2 separate regions of the Pan troglodytes genome follow, and region 2 is linked to region 1. Evidence: chromatin contacts called from public HiChIP or PLAC-seq data. All regions are on one chromosome and are shown on one strand. Each heading gives the region's core, a stretch centred on a gene start, on an enhancer-like site or on the middle of the called end of the contact. The rest is flanking DNA. Distances are from core to core; before and after follow the strand shown. Region 1 holds the start of UGDH (UDP-glucose 6-dehydrogenase). Region 2 holds the start of UBE2K (ubiquitin conjugating enzyme E2 K).

The links. HiChIP or PLAC-seq counts read pairs in DNA pulled down with a chosen protein or histone mark.
Region 2: a contact with region 1 is called in an H3K4me3 HiChIP or PLAC-seq map of stem cell-derived excitatory neurons, with 2.3 times the contacts expected there. The contact joins the promoter of UBE2K here to the promoter of UGDH in region 1. A contact is called at or near these places in 1 of 7 Hi-C or Micro-C datasets (stem cell-derived neural progenitor cells) and 1 of 1 datasets of contacts at active chromatin or transcription factors (stem cell-derived excitatory neurons).

The regions. Positions count from the first base shown.
Region 1 is chr3:39,853,451-39,858,577 of NHGRI_mPanTro3-v2.0_pri, forward strand. It overlaps UGDH (UDP-glucose 6-dehydrogenase), which reads right to left and starts at 2,614. Exons shown (of 12, transcript XM_001142520.7): 1 at 2,283-2,614.
Region 2 is chr3:40,024,783-40,029,909 of NHGRI_mPanTro3-v2.0_pri, forward strand. It overlaps UBE2K (ubiquitin conjugating enzyme E2 K), which reads left to right and starts at 2,039. Exons shown (of 7, transcript NM_001246525.1): 1 at 2,039-2,258. The coding sequence starts at 2,196.

The DNA of each region.
Region 1 (5,127 bases), core at 1,364-3,863:
CTATTTCCCATGAAATACGGCTTACCGATGACAATGGGAGAATCAATGAAAAGGCTGATGTACAATCTGTGCAAGTCCAAATAAATGCTCACTTGGAAGTTTCAATAAAATCTTCAATAAGCTTTAACATGGAGTTTGATATAGTGTTAGTGACACACTTTGCATGACACAGATGTCTGCCAACTCCATTTTCTATTTCTTTTTTCTTTTTGAGACGGAGTCTCACTGTCACCGAGGCTGGAGTGCAGTGGCACCATGTCGGCTCACTGCAACCTCCGTCTCCTAGGTTCAAGCAATTCTCCTGCCTCAGCATCCCGAGTAGCTAGGATTACAGGTGCCCACCACCACGCCCAGCTAGTTTTTATATATTTAGTAGAGACGGGGTTTCACAATATTGGCCAGGCTGGTCTCGAACTCCTGACCTCAGGTGATCCATCCACCTCAGCCTCCCAAAGTGCCGGGATTACAGGCGTGAGCCACTGCGCCCAGCCCCATTTTCTTTTTTTCTTTTTCTTTTTTTTTTTTTGAGACGTAGTCTCGCTCAGTTGCCCAGGCTGGAGTGCAGTGGCGCAATCTCGGCTCACTGCAAGCTCCGCCTCCCAGGTTCATGCCATTCTCCTGCCTCAGCCTCCCGAGTAGCTGGGACTACAGGCGCCCGCCACTACGCCCCGCTAATTTTTTTTGTATTTTTAGTAGAGACGGGATTTCACCATGTTAGCCAGGATGGTCTCGATTTCCTGACCTCGTGATCCGCCCGTCTCGGCCTCCCAAAGTGCTGGGATTACAGGCGTGAGCCACCACGCCCGGCCCCCATTTTCTATTTCTACTTTTATGTACCCTCTGGCCCTCTATTCTGCTGTCAGAGACATAGGAGTGTTTCCTTATTAAATGGGTTATTTTGAAATGAGTTTTTACCTCTGTATTTTGGGAGAGTCACAACAAACCAAACCGTTCCAAAACTACTCTTCATGTAAAATTTCATAATTCAAATAAACATTCCAACCCAGAAGGGGTCACTAACAAATAACAAATGCCCTACTACAATCTAAACGGAATATAATCCTTCTAGCCCCAGCTCTCTACAGCGTATTTTGCATAGGTACCCAGGAGCTAACGATGGGCATTATAGTTGGATACATCAGCTTCACACATTTTAATCATTTCCAGAAATTAAACAGTAAAAGATGCCTGGCCAGAGAAAAATATTTAATCAGTAAGAAAGCCGGTAATAATTTTATGTCTAAGGGTTATCATGTAAAGCTGTGGAAGTAAACAAGAAGGAAGATGGATTATGCTTATCCAGTTATAGATTTTGTTAGAAAAAGGAGTACAGCAACGGGAGAATAAATGAGATCTTTTCAATCAGGGTTGTCTACCCCTTACCTTAAACTGGATCCTGGCCACTAATAAGCACATCTCAGAGCAGACAGTCAGCTCTTTCATTTCCAGAACCCCCCTGAAGAAAGACTACTGTTCTCCATTTCTTAAGGGATTTGAAGAAACTCAAAGGCTCACTGTGTCTTTGAGGTCTGTCGATAGACAGCTACTGCTCTGTATGCCCATGAATAGATCCCTACCAGCGAACCCCTCTTTTTTCTATACGAGAATTCCTAACCCTACTAAGTTATCTTCCTATATATTTATAGGACGTATAATTTTTCAAGATCTCACACAAACATGGTCTCCCGAGGCACCCAGGAAAGGCCTTCCCCGACATCAAACAGAGCAATTCTGTGGTGCAGGGGGCCAACAATGGATTCCAGGACATCCCGGACAGATATCACGACAGTCTTAGTATTTTGCTCTCAAGAGGGATTTCTGGCTTCGTTTCTCTTTGGTTTCTTAAGAGGGGCGGCATGAGAAAAGCAGGAGCCCCTCAGGTGAGCAGACTCTTAAACACAAACAAAAAACTACGACTCTGCGGCCAAAATGAGGTCCCCAACGAGAGAACCGCTTCCTGTGGTGGGCGTTCGGCTTTGGAGGCGGCAGGGAAATCTCATCCAAGTCAGGAAAGTGGGTAAAGGCAGAAAGAGAAGGGGCTGGAAGACTCACGAGTCTTGAATAAGAAGCCCAGACGACCACATCCCCAGGACAGCAGTTCCAAAATGCGGTTCCCGCCCTAAGCCCCAAAGAGACGAAGGTCGTGAGACGGGAAGCCCGGGACCGAGCGCAGCGAGCGACCGGGAGCAGCGCGCACACCCCAGCCCCGCTCCCTCCACATCCCGCCCAGACCTGGGAGCATCCCGCCCGGGCGGCGGGGCCAGTCTGGGAGCGGCGCTTACCCACTTCCCAGCAGCAAGCGCAGGGACCGCTCCTATCCCGATCGTTCGGACAGCACCTTCCTACGGGCCGCGCCGCCGCAGCTTCTTCACCCGCGCCCCGCTCCGTCTGAGCTCCCTCTCGGCGCACGCCCCTCCCTCAGGCTGCCACGCGTTACACTCTGAGTCCCGGGCCTGAGCCCGTATTTAAAGGCTTTTGCCTGAGAAGGCGGAGGCTTCATTCCCCCGCAGCCAGGCCCTCCTGGACTCTGCCCTCAGCTGCTTCCTAGCTCCCCCTCCCGCTACACAAGGCCCAGGGCCGGGTCCCTATTTCCTTCAGGGCTCAGGGGCGGGGAGACTGGGGCTGGTCCTGGCTGGGAGGGCCTGCCCCGCCCCTGGCCGAGCTGGGCAAATCCGCTTTGGCCAGCTCAGCGGCTCCGCCCCTACCGCGAGCGGCGCTGGGCGGGGCTGCGTGCGTGGCGTGTCCGCTGGACCAGGGGGACGGGGGCGCGCCGCAGGAGTAGGCCCTTTGCGCGCCTACCCGGCGGTCGTGGGTTGAGGTGGGGGGGTCAAGAATTGTTGTCTAGCAGCCCTCTCCCCGCTGCCCTGTCCTGGCCGAGGCAAAGGCCGCGTGCGCTCCGCGTCTGCCAGGCTTTAGGGCTGCGCGGACACTGGGTGGGTGGTGGGCCGAGGCAACCGGAAGGTCCTGGCCGCCTTTCCGGTCTCCTCAGCACCCTGGAGCGCCGCCCTCGGGTTTCAGTCTCCTGGATCTGCGGGTCGGTCTCGGCGGGCGTATTACTCCTCGCCCACAACCTCGAGGCCCCGGGGTCAACCGCGCCCTCCGGGCGGGCAACCCAGGGTTTAGTCAGATTCCTCCTGACCCACCGCTTCTGGGAAAGAGGCGCCTCCCGTCAGGAGGATGCTGAGTTCCTCATGACTGGACCAGTGAGTGTCCACTCCCTGGTCCCTGGCGGGAGAGGCGGGACCCCCACGCCCTCCTGGCGCTCTTTGCAGAGATGTTCCTCAGGCCCAATCCGGGATTTGGGATGTCTGTGCGTGCTGTGGAGCGGAGAGTTTGCAACATGTAAGTGCCGTGCGTGAGGAAGAGTAAAATTAACCTATGGAGCCTGCTCATTTTTAATGTGGAGGGCAGTTCTGTTCCTTTCTTTCGCCGCTTCGAGGTCATTTTAACACTCAAATCTAACATATAAGAAAAAAAGCCAGGCATAGTCATGGCCTTTTATTTCCCTCATTAAGGATTACATCAGGTGACATAAGCCATTTTAACATACATCATGAAGAAAGTGATTAGTAATTTATAAAGGCACATTAAAATACCATATAAATTACGGTTTTCTTGATAGGATCATGATGGTGACTTTAAGAAAGTGGTTGAATGTGGATGAAACAGTTTGCTGTGGATTGTAGCACGTGTGGCAGGATATGTAGGCTTGTTGGTTGGTTGTTTTGTTTGAGACGGAGTCTGCCTCTTGTCGCCCAGGCTGGAGTGCAGTGGTGCAATCTCGGCTCACCTCAACCTCCTCCTTCCGGATTCAAGCGATTCTCCTGCCTCAGCCTCCCGAGTAGCTGGGATTACAGGCGCCCACAACCATGCCCGGCTAATTTTTATATTTTTAATAGAGACCGGGTTTTGCTATGTTGACCAGGCTGGTCTCAAACTCCTGACCTCAGGTGATCCGCCCGTCTCGGCCTCCCAAAGTGCTGGGATTACAGGTGTGAGCCACCATGCCTGGCCAGTATATGTAGGCTTTCTGCATTCTATGCAGTTCAGTTCATTCATCCAACAAATATTTAATGCCTGTTGTGTGTCAGACGTTATCCTAAAGGCTGAAGATGCAAAAGGGATTAAGACTGAATTCCTTTGGCCAGGCACGGTGGTTTACTCCTGTAATCCCAGCACTTTGGGAGGCCATAGCGGGTGGATCACCTGAGGTCAGGAGTTCCAGACCAGCCTGGCCAACATGGTGAAACCCCGGCTCCACTAAAAATGCAAAAAGTTAGCCGGGTGAGGCGGTGGGCACCTGTAATCCCAGCTGCTTAGGAGGCTAAGGCATGAGAATTGCTTGAACTCGGGGACCGGAGGTTGCAGTGAGCCGAGATCACGCCACTGCCCTGCAGCCTGGGGAACAGAACGAGACACTCACTGTCTCAAAAAAATAACCAAACAAAAAAGACTCAGTTCCTTCTTGCAAAGCTCACAGGTTGGGTAGAAGAGATATGTAAACAAGTAATTGCACTAGATATGACAAGTACATCTTTTTGAACATACATAGATTTAAGTTACCTAATACAGTTTGCTTTGTAATAAAAACCACTTATCTTAGTCCCTTCATTTTGAATTCAACATTTTTCTATTTAGTATTCACCTCACATTCTTTTTTAGTATTTTGGTAGAATCAGACTCTTCAAAACGGTTAATAGGATTTCAGAAATTAAGTCAATTTTCAGTGCCAGCTAGAATGGACCTTTGGATTTAGGACAGAGGTTCTCCAAATGTGAGCTGGGGACTGTAGACAATCTCCGAGGTTCTTTCTGGGATCCATGAAGTCAAAAAGTTTTCATGTGTTACTTGCTTTTTTCACTCTTGTTCTCTCACAAGTGTACAATGAAGTTTTGTGGAGACTATAATGTGCTATCAAAGCAGATAGAATTAAGCTGTTTTTTAAGTCAGATATTAGAGATTTACAAAAATGAAAACAATGCCAATCTTATTTTTTGTTTTTAAAATATAGTAATTTTTCATTGAAATATGATATTTATGTTAACATGTAATGGGCTTATTGTCAATTTTAAGGAATTAATCTTTTATATATAATTTGTCAGTTTTCATTTCTAATATGGTAAATAC
Region 2 (5,127 bases), core at 789-3,288, 170 kb after region 1:
TCGCCTCCATTGGCTATTTCCATGTTTGCCACCACAATTTTAATTACTTTTGGTAAGACCATGTATTTGTGATATTTTTATAATAGATATTTTACTGATTGGCCAGGTGAAGGAAGTGCATGAAGTATAAACTTCTGAAATGACACCCTTATTACTTATTCCAAAATGTTCTATTCAAAATGCTTCTCAGTACCAAACCATTATTACTATGCACCTTAGAAACCACTTTCTTTTTTAAAAATTATTATCTTTAGAGACAGGATTTCACCATAGGGCCCAGGTTGGTCTCAAACTCCTGGGCTCAAGTGATCTGCTCCCCCTCGGCCTTCCAAAGTGCTGGGATTACAGGCGTGAGCCACCGCGCCCGACCAGAAACCACTTTCTTTTGTTTGTTTGTTTGTTGTTTTTTTTTTTGAGACGGAGTCTCGCTCCGTTGCCCAGACTGGAGTGCAGTGGCGCAATCTCGCTCGCTGCAAGCTCCGCCTCCCGGGTTCACGCCATTCTCCTGCCTCAGCCTCCCGAGTAGCTGGGACTACAGGCGCCCGCCACCACGTCCAGCTAATTTTTTTATATTTTTTTAGTAGAGACGGGGTTTCACCGTGTTAGCCAGGATGGTCTTGATCTCCTGACCTCGTGATCCGCCCGCCTCGGCCTCCCAAAGTGCTGGGATTACAGGCGTGAGCCACCGCACGTGGCCCAGAAACCACTTTCAAACTTACTTTCCACTTAAAATATTTTATACTTTTTGTTTTGTTTTGTTTTGTTTTGTTTGAGACAGAATCTTGCACTGTGGCCCAGGCTGGAGTGCAGTGGCGCGATCTCGCTCACTGCAACCTCCCACCCCCAGGTTCAAGCGATTTTCCTGCCTCAGCCTCCAGAATAGCTGGGATTACAGGTGCCTGCCACCACACCTGGCTGATTTTTGTATTTTTAGTAGAGATGGGGTTTCACCATGTTGGCCAGGCTGGTCTCGGACTCCTGACCTCAAGCGATCCGCCGCGCCAGCAAAAACGTTTTAGTCTTATCTGTACTCATTTACTCATTCAATATTTATTGAGTGCCTACTATCACCAGGCACCTTTGAGGCCTAGGTTTACAGAAATAAGGCTCCCCCTCCCCAACCCCGAGTCCCCTGAAGGGTACTGTAATTGTTTCCATTTCTCCAATTTTCACTTTAATATATGTGAATTTTCACATGCTTCAGTTCAGTGGTTCTCATAATGTGGTCCCGGAACCAGCACCAACAGCAGCAGCAACTGGGAGACTTGTTAGAAACGCAGTCTTAGGCCCACCCAACACTCTAGGGATGGGCATAGGAGTAAGTGTGTGTGTGTGTGTGTGTGAGAGAGAGAGAGAGAGAGAGAGATTGTGTGTGTGTGTCAAGCTCGGTATTAAATAGGTCAAAGATCAACATCTGGCTTCTAAACCCACCCTCAGGCCTCTCCACCGAGTACCTGTCTCAAACCCAATCTGATCCAACAATAACCAGCCTTAATTCAATAATCTGTGCTACCTGAGATGATGGGAATAATCGTGGTACTATAAATGTTGCAGAACAAAAACGACTGCAGTAGATTTTCTGGGGCTACACCAACTGAAAATGGGCCGGACCGAGATCCGGGAGAGCGTTTTCCTGCGCTAGACACGGCGTTCAGCCTCCGGGTTCCGGGTCTAGCTGAGTCAGGGCGGCGTTCCAGCCGAGTGCGGCGTCGGAAACCCGTTCGGTTGCGCCCGAACCTTCGGTCAGAGGCCAGCGCTGGAAGCCCAGACCACAGCACCCGGGTTTAAACAGGAGCGGAGGCGCCGGGAAGGACCGGGGGGGCCGGCTAGGGCCGGCCAGCTTGGAAGCCGCACCCTCGCGGCCCCAGACGCCGGCAGGGCGGAGCCACGCGGCCGCAGCCCCAGCCGAGACGCGAGCTCGTGGCTCGGGCGTACGGGGGGCTACAACGGGAGCGGCTGCGCCGCCCGGCCGGGTCAACGTCGTGCGCATGCGCCGACCCGGCGCCATTTTGGTGGCCGGGCGCGGAGGTGATTCCACACTGAAGGGAGCGCGGCGGCCAGGGTGGTAGTGGCAGTGTTCGTGTGCTCAGGTCTGAATCGCCGAGGGAGGAGGCGGTGGAGGAAGAGGTGGCGGCGGTGGCGGTGGTCGTAGCGGTGGCGGAGGAGGCGGGTACGAATCAGCTGCGGGCGGAGACATGGCCAACATCGCGGTGCAGCGAATCAAGCGGGAGTTCAAGGAGGTGCTGAAGAGCGAGGAGGTCAGAAATGAACTCCCGGATATCCCCTACCTCTGCCTGGGGCGGGAGGGTCCTCCCAGCTGCGACCCCGATATCCCCGGTAGTCCCTGGGTGGTCCTCCTTGCGGCCGCCCTTCTGCCTGTGAGGAAGCACCAGTGTTCCCCTCCTCCTTCCGCCGCCTTCCCCTCCCCTCCCAGAGCGCTAGGATGGACGGTCTCGCGGGCGGGTGGTCTGGGGTGGAACATGGTTTGGGGAGGTGATGGACAGGGGGCAACTCCTCGGAGGGGTGGAAGCTCACAAGAGAACCCGAGGCGGTGGCCGCAGCTGGAAATGTGGCTGTGGGGTGGGGAGGGAGCAGGCCGAGCCTGAGAAAACCCGGGAAGTGGGTTGGGGGAAGGGGAAAGGTGGTAACTGGATCCCAAGAGCAGTGCTGCTCGAAGGCCCACACTTTTGAGGGTATTCGGGGTTATTGCCTGTCAGGCCTTCACTGTTCTTTTCTTAGGGAAGGAGCAGTGAGTCCTTAGGTATTGATTAAAAAGGAAGGACATTCAGAGTTAGTCCTTCTTAGTTGGGTGTTAGGAGTCAAAGGGAGACATAATAGAATACTGTCGTATTTGGTGGCAGGGGTAAGGGAATTTTCACCTGAGTTAGCAAGTTAATTCCAAATAAGATAATTATCTCTTTTCCACTTATCCCCCAGATTCCTAGGCCTCATCTTTATTGACATCTCAATCTTTTGAGTGGGCAAAGGCAAGGTGTTTGGTGTATTAAAGACATGTAAATATTGTTAGTTAGGAAACAAATAATGGAATGTATGAGTAGCTTATTTCAAAATATTGTTTACAAGTTACAGATCAGAGAGACTGTCCTAAGACAGTGCCTCTGTGACTCGTGTTGTGCCACGAAACTTCATTATAATGTCCCTCATAGTTAACTTGATTCTTACTTTTGAAAAGCAGACCTATTAAAAATGTGAAATTTCACCAGATTAATACATTGTTTCATCTCCTTATTGAGATTTATCACGACTTAACAGATTTTCAAAAAAGTTGCCTCCCGTTGCTCTTAAGTCCTGCAGAATTTAGATACATTTGTACTACGTTTATTTATGTAAGATATTCACAGTGCTCTAGTAATTTGACTCAAAATTATGCAAGTATTAGTACAGTTTCTCATACCAAGATCAACAAGAATGCCAGATTGTCTTCCCCACATGAATTAAACAAAAAGTAATACAGAAAATGATTATTTTTAAGATTCACATACCATTATTGAATATATCATTGCTATTTGTGTTTTTCTTTTACGGTTAGTACTTTAATAGTGTCAATAATAATTTGTGAAATTCAGCATTCTAAGTATGTGATGAGTATACATGGAGAAAAAATTATTTAAAATTCAAAAATGACAACAGACTTATTGAAAGTAGTATATAAGTCATGGTCGGTTTTACAGAGCATGTGTATGAACTCTGACCTCTATGTTTGTTCATATGCTAAAACTCTGAATGGAAGGATGACTTTGTATTTTGTGGTACAATGCAGAAGTAGAGTCATAAGTGTCTGTACTGATACAATGAAACAGCAATTTTAACTTATTTAATATGAAAATGTATTCCAGGTTAGTTGACATATATACTCCTAATGAAAGATAGCAGGTAATATTGTTGCCAACAACTGGAAACATTTCTTGTTTAATAAGGTTGTACAAGCCTGAAACTTAATAGACTTTTAATGCTTTATTTTCTGTTACTGTAAGTAACAGAAACAGTAAGTTACTACTCTGGTAATTAATGTGGTCTCTTTGCTTTTTATGAGCTGACTTTTCACCGTGGTATTCTTAGTACTAAGTTGAAGATTACCAGAAATACTTGTATTGCTCTCTAGTAATGCATATTAAAAAAACACTGCTCTTTATACGTAAGGGATGATGAAGCCTTACTTCAGATAAGCATCAAAAGTGTTTCAGAAGAAGAAAACAGGAAATGCAAATAGACAGGTTTTTTGTTGTTTTTGTTGTTTGTTTGTTTTGTTTAGAACAGTACCTGTATAAATATGGAAGGAAACTTCAGGGAAAATAAGTTGCAAAGAACATTTAGGAAAGGGTCACATCATTTAATCTTGGAATAAATATAACCAATAAATAGCTTATTTTCACCAGTATTTTTTGATATTTTAGTAGCCCCAGTTCTATAAGTGTATTGTTATTTTCAACTCATTGAAGACTTGTAGTATAGTCCATGTGTTTCCTTTTTAAGGGTGTAAATACAGTCTTTTGAATGGCTGATCAAATAAATGTTTCATCATGTCACTTTTTTGGTAAATCAGCACTTTACCGAAGTTTATTTCATGTGTTTGTATGCTTGTGTTTACTAAGAACCCTGGTTGATTTAAGGACTTTTTGGGGTGGCCTTATAAGTGCCTTTGTAAAGATAGCTGACGCTTACTGGATTCTGGTTATGAGAGATTATAAGTGGCCGTTCTTAGAGTGTGTTAAAATACAGCCAACAAGATAAATGTGAAAAAGCAAGGTGCAGAATACTGTGGAAGAGGCCACCATTTGTGTCAAAAAGAAGGGAATGTGTGTATTTGCCTGTATGGGTAAAAGGTTTCATGAGAAATTGGTAAAATTGATTGCTTTCTGTGCAGAGAGTTGGGTGTCTGGGGCATGGGGTATAGATATTTTTTGAATTTTGTGTCATACAAATGTGATTTACTTAAAGGCATCATTTGGCCTCTTTCCCTTAAGACAGTGTTTGGAAATTTGTCAGATGTTTCTTTTTATTTATTAATATTTATTTTCTTTGTTTTAGATGTTTGTTTTTAAATATGAGTGTGAATTTTAAGTAGTTTTAAATAATATTCCAAAGTTGTTAGGCATGGAATATTGA